2 separate regions of the Zea mays genome follow, and region 2 is linked to region 1. Evidence: chromatin contacts called from public Hi-C data. All regions are on one chromosome and are shown on one strand. Each heading gives the region's core, a stretch centred on a gene start, on an enhancer-like site or on the middle of the called end of the contact. The rest is flanking DNA. Distances are from core to core; before and after follow the strand shown.

Region 1 (6,968 bases), core at 2,388-4,887:
ACTTTCGTGCTCTCTTCGTCAACTGTGCTGACAATTCTTTTTCTCTTCGGGCCTCCGGCATCTCCGCCCATTCGCCCATAATCAGAATATTCAAAACCAATAGCATCAAGCACTCTGTTCAACCTTCGTTTCGGCCGGGTGCCGAATGCTGCTGTCATCAATTGGTCCTCTTTTTTAGAGTAATTTCCAAGGATTTCAGTACTCATTGTTTCAATTGTTTCAAGCCATTCTTGGCAGGGTGCCTTAAAATATTTCTTGAATTTATAATGATAGGGTAGTCGGACGAGCTCCCCCTCTTTCTTCTCTCCTTTAAGCTTCGGCATGGCCCATTCCTTCATAGTTGGAAATACTTTGAAAGCTAGAAATTCCTGCACCAAATCCCTAGTGCCAATGTGCTCTGCAATAATTCTGAATTCAGCCAACGTCGTCTGGGTTGGACCTTCTGGTGTCATATTGCACTGGGGTCGGGTTTCTCCGAAGATTAGATCCAGCGGACTCTGTACAAGCTTCTCCTTGTCGTCATCAACCTTGATGTAGAACCATTCCGATTTCCAGCCCGCCGGCCACTTGCTTCGGTAGCTGATCACAGGAAATTTTGTAGTCTTCCGATATGCGAAGTTATAACAACCGAAATTTTCATGTAGCCCATCTTTTCTGACCTTAGTTTGGTAGTGTAGCTCGTGTACTCGGCAGAAACCTTCAGCAAATGGCTCCACCCCTGGCTTCGGAGAGCCCAGATGTAAACACTAAGCCTAACAATAGCGTTAGGAGTTAGTTGATGAAAATAAATCCCAAACTTCTGTAGCACATCAGCAATCATCCTATTCAAAGGAAATCTCAAACCAGCTTTGAGGAAACTTTTAAAAATCACTATTTCATCTTTCTGTGGCTTCGGGGTAACCTCTTCTCCACCAAAGCGAATCATCTTTTTCTCATCTTCGCTGAAGTAGCCCGACTTCACCATCTTTGGGAAATCAGCCTTCGAGATGGTCGACTTCCCGAAGTCCAGATGACTAGGCTTACTTGGTACTGCGATATTGTAATCACCGTCAGTATCAACCTCCTCAATATCTGCTTGTTCTGCTTCAGCAGCAGGGATGTCTTCTGATGTCATCAATCCAGATCGCTTCATCGCCTCAGAGATAGGAACAGTTTCTACACCTTCGGTTTCGTCTCCCTCGCGCTCAACTCTAGCTGTAGAGCGCACTCTGGCCATTTAATCTTGAATTTCTTGAAAATTTTCTTGGAAAACAATAACCTTTTCTTCCGAAGCTTTTTCTCTAACGAAGCAAACACCAAATTGGAGCTTCGTTTGAATGTGAAAATCAAGCTTCGGCTATGGTTAAAAATTTTGGCAGCAAAACAGTGCAATGAATGCTGTGGTAACTTCACACCTACTCGTCTGTTTATATAGTGCTGCAGGTAAGAAGGTGAATCGTCAGGATTTTTACACCGGGCAAACAGTTGCTCGCACCCGCTGAACGGTGGGCCGCAAAAACCAAAATAGTGAACCTGCATGGTGGGACCGCTACGCGCTTGAAAGCTGTATCGTTTCTCGACAACGAGCTCAAGGAAGGTGTTTTTCGGACCTTCGGCTTCCCGAAGCCTAAGAGACTTTTTTCACGGATCAAGCTCGTTACGAAAAACGATCTAGCACCGCGAAGGGGCTACTGTTGGGACCATGCTTCGTCGCCGAAGGTCCTGCAGAAAGAGACAGCTTCGGCTGAAGCTGCTCATACGTGACGCCGAAGGTATCATTCATGAAGCTTCGGTATTACAGCATATCCGAAGATGAAGGGTCGAACCGACTTAAAGATGGAATGACCTTTTAGTCTATAAGGGTCTGAGTCATTGTTGTAAACTTTTATGAGGGGCATTATTGTAATTTCTCACAGGCTGTGTCCTGTGCTTATAAATAGAGAACAGTATTCCTTTACTGTTCACGCATTCCTGTAATTGCTAAAGCATCACTCGGGAATTTTTACTTGTCAAGGCAAAGGTATTAATGTACCTAAACATTGTATTCAAATACCTTAAGTTCATATAGTTAAACATGTGAATGACGTTATTCATTACTAATGTATTTGTTTTTATCGTCTCATGTTTTATATTAATTTTTGTTATCTTTATAAGTTTTGTTTCGTAACATTATGCTTTTGACCTTCGTCCGAAGATACATTTAACCCTTGTGGAAATAATGCATCGGCGGACGAAGAGCATTTATATTTAGCATTTTATGTTGCCTTGTTCTTAATTCATAGTATTTAAGAATAAGTCCCCAACAAAAGATGAATTTGATAAAAAGTGTTGGCTAGGGAAATATCTCGTTAGTCTCACACCATTATCGTATCTAGAAGTTCTTTCTAGTAGAAGTCGTTGGGGAACGGTGGGTATCCCTTCCGCTCAGTCGCAAATACTTGCCACACCACTGACCTCAGACATCCTCACACATTATTCCACGTACCTGACGCTAAAACCTACCGATCTCGTCAAGTTCTTGATAACTCGTGGCTCACGGAGTCACGGTTGGTGAAGCTCCCTCGCCATGGAAGCGTACCTTGTTAGGGCTAAGTTACGTTAAGTGTCAAGTGTCATTACGTACGTTGTATACTCCGTCCTATTCAATCGTGAGATACAAGTGAAAGTTAAATTTGCTACATACTACGTAATGGTGGGATGGGAAGTTTTCTCACTCCACCCTTGAACCTGTTCGTTTGGTTTTAATTTATACTAACTTCTATTCAGTATTTTTGCTTTTTATAAATTGCATCTACAACAGTTCAACAACCGACTTTAATCTAAAACGAACAACCTTGCATTTATGTATTCATCAACATTCAATAGCTATATTTTTATGCGGTTGACACTACCACCTAATGAGACAATACCTACTTAGGGCCTCTTTTGGTAGTGAGGTTTTCAACACTACCATTTTAAAAATACCATGGTTTACATTTTACTCTAGTTAAACCGTGCTATTTTTTTGAAATCGTATGTTGTTTGGTTGCCCGGCAAGAGAGAACAAGCCAACACAGAGGTGAGTGCATCGAGGAGGAGACGCGACTGACCTAAAACTTTGCTTCTGAGTTTAACATCTAAAACTCTTAAAAAACTATAGTTTTGAGGATATTGTACTATCGAAAACTGTAAATTAAACCGAACGCTTTATGACTTACGGTATCTCAGTTTTCTCAAATGCCATAATATTTTATCAAAACTACAAAAAATGCTTTGGTAGATCTTAAGGCTATTCACAATGGAGGTTTCATGTGGTGTTTCATGTATTAATTAGTCTATCACATCAGCTATTTGGATGATATGTCATATCATTTAAGAAGGAAGAGTTTTATGGAGTTTCATGGGGATGAAACCATGTTAACTCGTTTCCAATATCTTGGAAACTGTGTGAAACCTCCGCTGAGAGTGTTTTGTTTCATCCTCATATAATTGAGTAAATCGTATTGGTTATTTATATGCAACATTTAAGAAGTATGTTGACATATGAAATAGTGAGATGAAACTCTCTATTGAGAGAGGATATTTCATTCATCCACAAATCTGATGTGACATTTTTTAGACATGAAATCCTCATTGTGAGTAGCCTAATAGGGCCTCGAGAGCCTGTTCATTGAGCTCAACACAATGAACACAATAGCATTAAGTGGGCCTTAACTGCCTGCAGTTCCTGGGCTGTGGAAATCACACACACGGCGGCATCCCGGAACTCGCCTTCGACTCCGACAGCCGACACGACGGCGGCATCCCGGACCCCAAGCCGGCCGCCGCGTCCGAGAGCGTCATTGTTGAATAGATCAAGTCCACCCCGGGTCGGTCGGCATCCTACTCCCACCTACTCCCCTACCAACACGCGGGGGAGGGGGGACGCCATGAGGAAGACTTTCTGCTTCGGGGGCAGACGTGTGGCCAGGAAGATGTCGGAACGGGCGCCGATGGTCGACGGGTGCGTGTTCTGCGAGATCGTCCGCGGCGCCCCCGCCTCCACCACCGCTCTCCTCTACTCCGTTCCGTACCACTGTCTCACGTATCACCTTCGATCTAGTGCCGCTTTGGCTGCAGAAAATGTAAATCCCCTCTTTTTTTTCTCTCCTGTGCGCAGGATGATAAGGTCGTGGCGTTCCGCGACATCAACCCGTCGGCGTTCAGGTACTCGATTAGGAGTTGGTGTTCATTTCGTTTGTACAGCTCCCTGTTGCTTGGATTGATCTAGATGTCGCATTACGGGTCATCGGACGAACTAGGGCATGGGTTCATTTCATCGAACACCTGGTGAGCATTGCAAACAACGCATTTTTTGTTGCAGGGAAAGGTGGAAGTATTCGATTCGAGTTTTTTTTTTTGTGCTAGGCTGCTACGTTCTTTGCGTGTCTCACTTAATTGATTGCCTTAAGCCCTTACAAACTTGTTGTTTTTCGAAGTATTACTACGTGATCCTAAAGTTATTAGTGGGTTGTCCTCAGCAATTTACTTTTTTATAGACTATGTCTCCATTGTTTTCATTCACTTTCACTGACACATAAAAAATATGTTGTTCCTTATCACTTATCAGCTGGCAGTACTTCTGTCTTCTCGCCATCTATATCAGTCTCACCTTAATTGTTATATAAGTTAGAGTATCGTTTCAAATACTAACTCATAAGTGCTCCTTTGGACATTTGAGGGCTACTAGTAGTAATGCTGAGGTGATGTACACAAGTTCATGTTCATGTATATGAAACTTCTTCGTTCATATGAGCAGAAGCATCACATTTCCTTGCTAGAAGTTATCAGGAAAGTAATATGCGCACATGAAAATATCATACATTTTACTACATATCTGGGACAAGATACAGTATATCTTTGTAAATGGCATAGTTGGTTTATAATTGAAACATAATAGTTTGTGAGAAGTACATGATGCCATAGTGATGCAAACAGCGTGGTACATTGAAGTCTTCTTGTGGTTCTTGCTGGCTTTGTGTGTGATAACCGTCAGACATGCTAGCGCGATTTTTCACATGATTTACTCACAGGGCTAGAACATGAGCTCAGTTCTATTCACAACCAGAAGAAATTATCTATTCATTATTACTATTTTAGTACCTCATTGTACTTTGTTCATCCTCATCTTTTTTCTTGCTTAGCTTCATCTCCAGCCCACCCCAACTTGCTTGGGACTATAAGCCTTTGTTATATTATTTTTCTGAGTGCTTGTACTTCTACTGTAGCAATTAACAAATTTATTTGTTGAATATTTGTTTAGTGATGTGTGCGATATTTGTAGGCACTATCTTGTCATACCCATTGATCATATACCAACTGTAAATAGCCTCCGCAAAACCAAAGATGATCACCAGTTAGGTGGGTACTCTTTGGCTTCTTTCATCATATGAACCTGGCTTGACGTTGCATTTCACTATTCATTGTAGTGCAAGCCAGATCTGAAGCTGTTGCATTTCTTTTATTATTGTTTTTCAGTGAGCCACATGGTGAAGGTGGGGAAAGACTTCCTCAATCAAGATGCTCCAAATTCTGAGGAACACAGGTATTGCCAAAGACCAAATGGAACATATATGATCTTTTGTGTTGCATACCTTCTCCAAAGCTATCTCATACACGGGCAGTATTTTTAATACTTTATATTAATACTTCCTCCGTTCAAAATTGTAAGTCGTTCCGGCTTTTCAAGGTCATAGGTTTTGCTACGCATCTAGATATCAATTATGTTTGGATGCATAGAGAAGCTATGTTTGTAGAAAAGTCAGAATGACTTACAATTTGGAACAAGGGAAGCATATCTCAAGAGTCAAAATACTTATTCAACATTGTTTACTGTCATTTCTCTTACGTATGTAGTCTGCATTGTAGGTTTGGGTTCCATCAGCCCCCATTTAATAGTATTGATCACCTTCATCTTCATTGCCTGGCACTGCCATTTATCCCCAGGTAAAGTAAGACTGATACTTTGAATCAGAGATTTAATTGCCATCTAAAATTATTTGCGCCACTTCATATGACAGTTGGAGGCAAGTAAAATATACCCCTCTGGGACCTTTAGGGGGGTTTATCGCAGCAGAAAAGCTATTGGAAAGAATAAAACCAGAAGCAGAAGCATACAGTTAGCATCAATATTTTTACTGATACCTGCTATCCCTGCTTATTTGCATTATTTTGTACTCTTATTTATGGGTCAATCACAATCAGTACATTTATGTGAGTATTTACTCTCTTCCCTCTTCTGTAATCAGCTGACGCGTATTGTGTATTGTATTCACTGTTTGGACTTCTCAAAGACTAGATCTGTAATGTTGAACTCAATGAAACTAACCACTCTAGAAGTTAAACTGAGCTTTCATTCCGTGGATATATATTCAAATTTAAATAAGCGTCCATCGCCCCAATATGCAAGGGAAGTTACTTGATGCCTTCAGTAGGTAAGAAATCATAGCCTATCTATTCTTCGTGCTTTAACTTTAAGAACTGTGTGGTAGTTGTTAAGTTAGGAAGTTAAGTAGTACTTGGACGAAGAATGTGATGAACTAAGAAGCATATGTGCTATATGAGCCTATGGTATCACTGTTAACTAAAGAGAAGTAGATTTTTCTCCTCATAATTAAAATATAAAATAATGGAAACTACGATAGTTATCTGTGTGCTTTTGCCTTACAATACTGTTACTACCGTCATGTCTTATTGTTACATGTACGCCTAATTTTACCACTTCAATGCATGAGTGAAATAATGCAGTTATAATGTACACCAATACATTAAAACAAGAACCACATGAACAAGACAGGAAGAGCTAGACACAATTGTAACTCACAATTTCCTTCTAGTTTCCGTCAGTACTAGCGAGTGATTTCATTGTCAATCAAATTCTTAAAAAAAAAAGGAATTCACCTGTAAAGAAATCTACGTCTGCACTTGCAAGGCAGCACAGGAAATCTACGATTGGGCTGCAGGAAATCTAC
Region 2 (7,002 bases), core at 87-2,586, 140 kb before region 1:
TTACTAGGGAAAAGTTACAGTTTGAGGGAATTTACCATGCATACACGTTCAAGGTTTGTAATTAATTATTGAAACAACACAACACTCAGAGTCCACCAAAAATGTGTACCAAAGATTGCCACATCAGGTTGAATGTTTTCTTTTCATCAGCATCAAATTACGTATAGTATGATAGTATCTCCTCATGCACTAAAAAGCAACGACGTGCTACAACATGCATGTACCTTACCTTTGCAAATTATATATGGTTGTTGCAGACTTAAAGGGCATGGCGATTTAGATCACGTGTGGGGACGAAAGAGGCAGAAGCCTATCAGCTGGTCATATTATAGAACTGTTGGTTAGTTAGTTTTCCATAAAATATCTCTAGAAAAATACGGTGACCTATTACCTCTTAGATGATAACGTGTCATAATATTCTTCCAGCATACTCCTTTCCTTTTCTTTTTATTTGTCGTTGGATAGTGCAATTTTACACTATCCAGCGACAAACAAAAAGAAACGGAGGGAGTATCTATCATGATGTACAGTCTATATATAGTTAGAGTACCATAGCAAGTATTTCTATCATGATGGACAGTCCATAGAGTAGCATAGCAAACCACCGTATAAGAGCTTGTTCGTTTTGAACTCAATCCATATTAATTGGTTGTGATTGAGTAAGTTTAAATTCCAAAAAAAATCAAAATCTTTTATAATTTGATCTCGTACAATCCACAAGCAGGCATAACATATCACTTACGAGCTAGTATAACTACTGCGTGGGCGTGCCCTGGTCGATCCAGCCGCCGCCAGTACAGAGCAGCGGATCGCGACAGCTGAGGTCAACATGACCGCGCAGAAACCGGCGCCGATCTTGAGCGTCATCCATCCTCTTCTGCCATGGACGAGCTCAAACTTTGCCGCAAGCATGCACCACGATAATATGGTATGTGGCAGACGATTGGACGATCCGGCACGCTTGGAGAAGCGCGCGAAATGCCTCTACCGTGCCCGACGACGTACTGCGACCGCTCACGGTGGCGAGCAGATCGAGGACGACATATGGACGAGTCACGAGCGTGTCCTTGATCTGCTCCGCGAGGAAGCTGAGCAGGACGACGGCTAGCCCTAGCCCGGCCGGGGTGCTTAACTGGCAAGCACGTTGATCTGGTGCCATGCGCCATCGTCTACGTACAGAGTACAGCTGTACAGCCGTACAGGGGCATAACGGTGCGACCATTTCCATACGTCGTCTGGAGCTACTAGCGGCCTGCCGTAGCAGCACTGCTGCGACCTAACCCTCTACCCTAGGCCCTGCTCTCCTTTTCCTTTCCCCGCTCTGTAGCGCGCGGGCTGCTCCGATCCTCTCACCTGTCCACTCGCCACCGCCCGGCAGTCCCCAGTCACCGTCCCAGGGAGTACTACTAGTTGCTCCTCCGCCGGTTACATGCATCGAACGGATTGATTCGACGCGTGCCGCGACGATTTGGATCGTGGTTTCCCTCTCTTGGGTCAATGATTGCTGTTTTTCGGCTGCCATGTTGCAAGGCACAGTTGCATTGCATTGCAGCAGCATCGGAACTGTCATGTCATGTCGTCCTCGCCGTACGTGTGGACGACACGACGCGCGAGCCGCCGGAACGGCCACTATTTCGATCGAGACCAGGCCTGCCTTTTGGCGCTTCTTCAGACCAGCGCGCTGCAGCCCGTGACGCGAGCAAATAATGGATGATGGAAAACACACTATATAGGAATTAGTTGCAGAAGTGTGCTGCTGCGATAATGGTTTTGTAGAGCATCTTGATCAGGTCTTGTAACTGAAATCGATATGACAGTTTAACTTCTAACAACGCTAAAAATTGTCTAGATTAATTATAATTGGCTAGCGAGCTGTATAACAACTAGTCCAATATTTTGCTAATACAACAAATTGATAAAATTCCAGGTTTGACCATGAAAAAACCTACGCTTCCCTTATTTCACACACTGAAATGGAAAGTTTCTGAAATTTGTCCTATTTAACACTAATATTATCAAATTGCACGAGCGCTATGGAAACTTAGGAGTTGTAGTGAGTATTCATGAAATGGCACAAACACTTCACTTTCCATTTATGCTTGAATATAAAGTATAAAACAAAATGATATGTGTGTTATATTAGCCGCATGAGTGTGAATATGGGTTTAGAGGCAACAACCATGGTTCGAATCATCATTTCTATATAATTTTAGCCTTTTCCCATTTAAATGTGGAGAGCATGGAGAGGTCAAGGGAACAGATGAGCGTGGAACTGACGCTTTATATATTAGAAGAGATACGCTAGTGTTTAAATTTTTACTTTTTTGCATGCATTTAGACTTAAAGCATGGATCCACACAAAAATTTCGATCTTTAGTTAATTTTGGTTATTATTGCATTTACTTTGTGATAAAATGGAGAAACGAGGTTAAATTACATTTTCAAAATAAAATAGTTTCTCTTACACGTACAACAAAATTAGTTCATTGAGCCATATGAGACCCAATACAAAAGTTTGGTAACATTTTGGATTGTTTCTAGGGTAGCGTCAATTCAACATTTAAGCACTTTGTATCGCTAAACAAAAAATCATCAAAGCTATAGAAAATAGCAAAAATCTAAAACGTAGTGTTTCCTTAATTTGTGGCACATAAAAGCATGAATTTTTAAGGCACATACAACAAAATTCACCACAGCTATGGAAACTTAGGAGTTGTATTTAGGGTTCCATAAAACTACTTTATAATTATTGTATAATAAATCTAATGCATTATTAAACATCATTATTGAGAAGGAACAATAATAAACTTTTATTAACATATGTCACTTGGTTATGATTGCTCCATAACCATGGACCATTCTTGTTATAGTAGAATGGTTGGGTTAGTGTTAATTGTGAAGGGTTGATTTTTGTCATTTTCATCATAATCTTCTCACGTGTTCGATTATGACTTGCCCTTGATTGCCTACAATGTTTCTTTTCCTTGAATGAACTATACAATGCTTTGGTTTGTCGTGTAACTTGTTTTTTCCCATTCTTCAGTTTGGTAGACATATCCTTAACATAGAAAACCTTAGTCACATCTTTCACAGCTGGTCCATTGTTACCCCCTCCGATCCGGACAGCTTCACCCATTGACACCAAAACAAAGAGACCCTAAACAAGGTCCTTAGTCAATTTCCCATACCTCTTCTACGTAACCATAATATATTTTCTTATTCCCATTTAGGTACATGCATATATGTGAACTCCACTGTTTTGGTTTGTGCTCTTTTAAGTTGTGCTATTGTACAAAACAGTCTCATTTATCTCATACTCATGCAATGTCCAGATATTGCAATATGGTCTCCAAGACAACAAGTATATTTGTTTATCAACAATGTCATTGTCGCGAAAATTTTTCGCAACCAACCATAAAAAGTTTTCATATGTCGACGCATAATTTGGGCTATAGGCTCCCTTGGGAAGTCAAAGTATAGAATATTCTTGTGTTCCTAAATATACAAAGCCATCCAGGAGATGTTTTGCATAACCGAGCAGCGTGCTTTATGGAAATAATCTTTATTCATTCTAATTATTGCTTTCCTTCCTACTGTGCCCTATGCACTTAGCCTCACCTCATGCCACAATTGAGGAACATCAATCGATTTAAATCTAGGAATAAAGTCAACACAAAACTCGATGACCTCCTTTGTTCCATAGCTTTTAGAGGTGATTCCTTCTAGCTATTGATATAGCTTGTTACATTGGATACGTGTACAGGAACAAAGACATATCGATGATTATGAGATGTATAAATAACAAAGTCCTTATGAGTATAAGATAAGATCATACCCGACAATGGTTTATCCCTAAATCGAAGTCGATTATGCTTGTACAAGAGAGGATGCATCAACACACATGTGTTTGGAAGATTTCTTTGATCATTCATCATTATCTATAGCATGACTTAATGATGTGCAATAAGTGGAAGATGAAGGTTGCATCAACGCGCAGGCGCTTGGAGGACTCAAAGGATTGAATCAGTCAACTAGCCTGACATCAAAGTCCTTGGGATATAATGTCAATCATATGGACCTAGGACAACTCACCACTTGAACAAGGGCCCATTAACATTAGGTTAGCGAAGATGAGGCCTAATCAAACGAGGGTACATCGATAGACATGATGGACAAGTAACTTACCACATAGAGATTGGACGATGACTTCTAAAAGATATGGTCGTTCTTCTATTTAAGTTTTCTTGTAATCAACTATAAAACATATTTGAATCCACGATACATATTTTTAGACTACATTATATATGCAACTAGCCACTAGCGCTCTAGTAAACTTCACTATACGAGATAAGAGCTATACTCTTAATTGAACATACCTAATATTTGAATCAGTATATATTTATGTCGTTTACGTTATCCTTCTGATTTTGAATGCATGATACATTCATCTATATTATCAAAGTTGATACCTCCGATAGATTCCAACTGGATTATGACTAATAACTAGGTCAAAGAGGAATATTTGCATGACAGTTCTAGTTATCCCGCTAAAGGACATTTATGCACTTCCATAGTCGTATTCTAAGAGAAAATGGGGAAAATTGTGGCCTATAAAGCCACACAATATTGTCAACTAACTTGCTTATAAAATTTAAAGACGGAATTCACATAGATGAAGGAAAAATATCATATACCTTATTGTTGTTGTTGTTGCTGCTAGTTTGCCGATAATTCTTGGTACTGCCATTCAAAATAACAACTTCTTTCTCCATGATATTTTCATGTTTGCTTGAAATTTAATAGTCAATGTCGCATAACGACCAATCTTCGAAATGCACATAGTTCTTTTAGAAATATTTTAGGTGTTTACATTTTACCTACTGTAGTTATATTTTTAAGGAACACTGAGTATTTAGATGGACTCTTCCAACCACGTTGAGCCATTGAACAATCGATGGGGCACATTTCTGAGTTGTCGAAGATTTTTTCAGCTTAAGCCCTTTTGTATGTAAATTGATGTGTCCTAGGCTACAAGGCCCTGACAAGAAAACTTTACCACAACTATGAGAACCACCACTTTCTGCCACAACGGGAACAAAATCACCGCAAACAATCAAGATAATCTCCAATTCAAAACTCTCTTTAATGTTTCACTTTCTCTTCTCTACTATTATAGGGCACCAATTTTTCTGGTTTCCACCGTCATCCCTTTTGTAAAAAAATCCCTATAAGTTTTCTAATCCAACCCATGGTCCAAACATCAACTTCAACATCCATGCTCATCAGTTTCCACGGTTATGGAAAAATAAGGTAAAATTATCCACAAGTGGTGGTTTGAACCTTAGTCGTTGGCTCCACATTCATACCCACATAACCAATATTTTTTGTATTTTATTAAAACAAAGTCACATGACATATAGAAATCGTAGCAATGAACGAGCATCTGACTAGTTTATATTTATATGTCAACTTTTTTATCCGGTTTATGCAATTCGTCAGCCGTTGATATGCTTCCGTACTCAATCAAATTCTCTGCTAGTTTGTATTTGCTAAGGAGTTGGATATGTTAAAGCCTAGATCTGGTAACACCAAACAAAATCATGTCTTGTGCTATTGATCCTAGTTAGTTAGAAATATTAGTTATTTTTGTTCTTCTTTTACCAAATAGAAGCCCAATCTTCTAATATGAATCTTGCAGAAAGAGCCATGTAACCAATACCGCTAGTCGTTCGACCCTGCAAACATGTAATTTAGGTCGTTCCATCGGGGTTGTAGCGGGTCTCTCACTCATTAATTCACAAACATGGACACTCGCAAATGTTCTCATACCTAGATGTCCTCTTTACCTCTCCAGTTGCCTCGTTCGACTCTAACCTTCAAGCTTACCATGGCTCATCCCTCCTCCTGTTGCCCTCTGTTATCGCCAACTCCTATCTAGACGGTACGACATGAATCAGCGCCGCTGGCATCATAGCATGTCCAAGGCCCTCACGCTCAAACTCTTCCCTCAAACGATGCTCACACAAGCAGCTCCGGCGCTTTGATCCGATCGGGCCACTTGGTACTCTTCAGACCTTGTTTTCTAATAGAGCTGTTCTTCGCGATCTACCACGGGGCAAGCACAACACCTCATAGAAAGCCTTCTCCAAAGGCGCACACAACCTTCAAGCAGGCTTCAATAGAGCTCACAAGGCATCAAACCATATAAGAAGTGGCAACCTCTACGTGAACAAGCATGTTGGTTTGCAACTTAACCACCTAGTGCCAAACTCTTGCAATATCTCAAAACAATGCACTAACGATAACTCACAACCAAATACAATCACCAAGCATATGTGAGTTAGAGCTAGGGCTCCAAGAACTCTCCAAGCTAGACACTATGCCCCCAAGGTGCTCAACTAGCCCAAAGGGTCGACCACCCCTCTATTTATAGAGGGTGGCTAGCTATTTTCATCTTTGCCCAAGCTTTGTTCAACCTAATAGTCCAACCGTCATGGACCAACAACTAGTCCGCACGCTAGCCCAACAAATACCTATAGTCTGTGCGTATTGTGTGAACAACTGCCTAGTAGTCTGACCGTGTGCCCTCGTCTATCCAACTGTAAGACCAAAGTGTCACGTCTAGAGAGCTCTGGGGTGTCTATCAGATTGAGCTGAACTAAGCGCTCTCCTTCGTTTTGAACCAATACACTTCCCACGTGTCCTCTATCAATCGGAGTTATTTGAGTTTGTAACACTCTCGTCGCGCGGCTTCGCTACTATATTACTCCGCAGCTGCGTATCGCCAATTTGGTATTATACAACACACATCCACGCCATATTGGGACTGTTATTCTTCCGAGCTCTGTTACCGTCCATGAGCAGGGCCGGACCTGGGGGTGGTCGAGCCGGGCGGCCGCCCAGGGCCCCCAAAATGTTGGGGCCCCCACTAAGTATATATTTAAGTATAGTACTTGGTGATTAAATCAGACTAAACAAACAACATTCGCTTTGTTAGTTGAT

What was found. A called contact is a pair of places that touch in the nucleus more often than the background predicts.
Region 2: a contact with region 1 is called in a Hi-C map of tassel, with 1.9 times the contacts expected there. The contact joins the enhancer-like site here to the promoter of LOC100284636 in region 1. A contact is called at or near these places in 3 of 25 Hi-C or Micro-C datasets (bundle sheath, ear and tassel).

Annotation. Positions count from the first base shown.
Region 1 is chr10:135,521,265-135,528,232 of Zm-B73-REFERENCE-NAM-5.0, reverse strand. LOC100284636 (aprataxin) reads left to right here and starts at 3,637. Exons shown (of 6, transcript NM_001157531.2): 1 at 3,637-4,022; 2 at 4,118-4,164; 3 at 5,282-5,358; 4 at 5,476-5,542; 5 at 5,866-5,943; 6 at 6,018-6,217. The coding sequence starts at 3,888. The coding sequence ends at 6,120.
Region 2 is chr10:135,661,790-135,668,791 of Zm-B73-REFERENCE-NAM-5.0, reverse strand. No RefSeq gene overlaps it. Among protein-coding and RNA genes, the nearest start is that of LOC109943123, 26 kb to the right of the region's middle. Within about 2 kb of position 1,336, at least 14 of the 20 cell types and tissues checked have an H3K27ac peak or open chromatin away from gene starts, as enhancers often do. A contact at or near this core is called in ear and tassel, where this site is marked.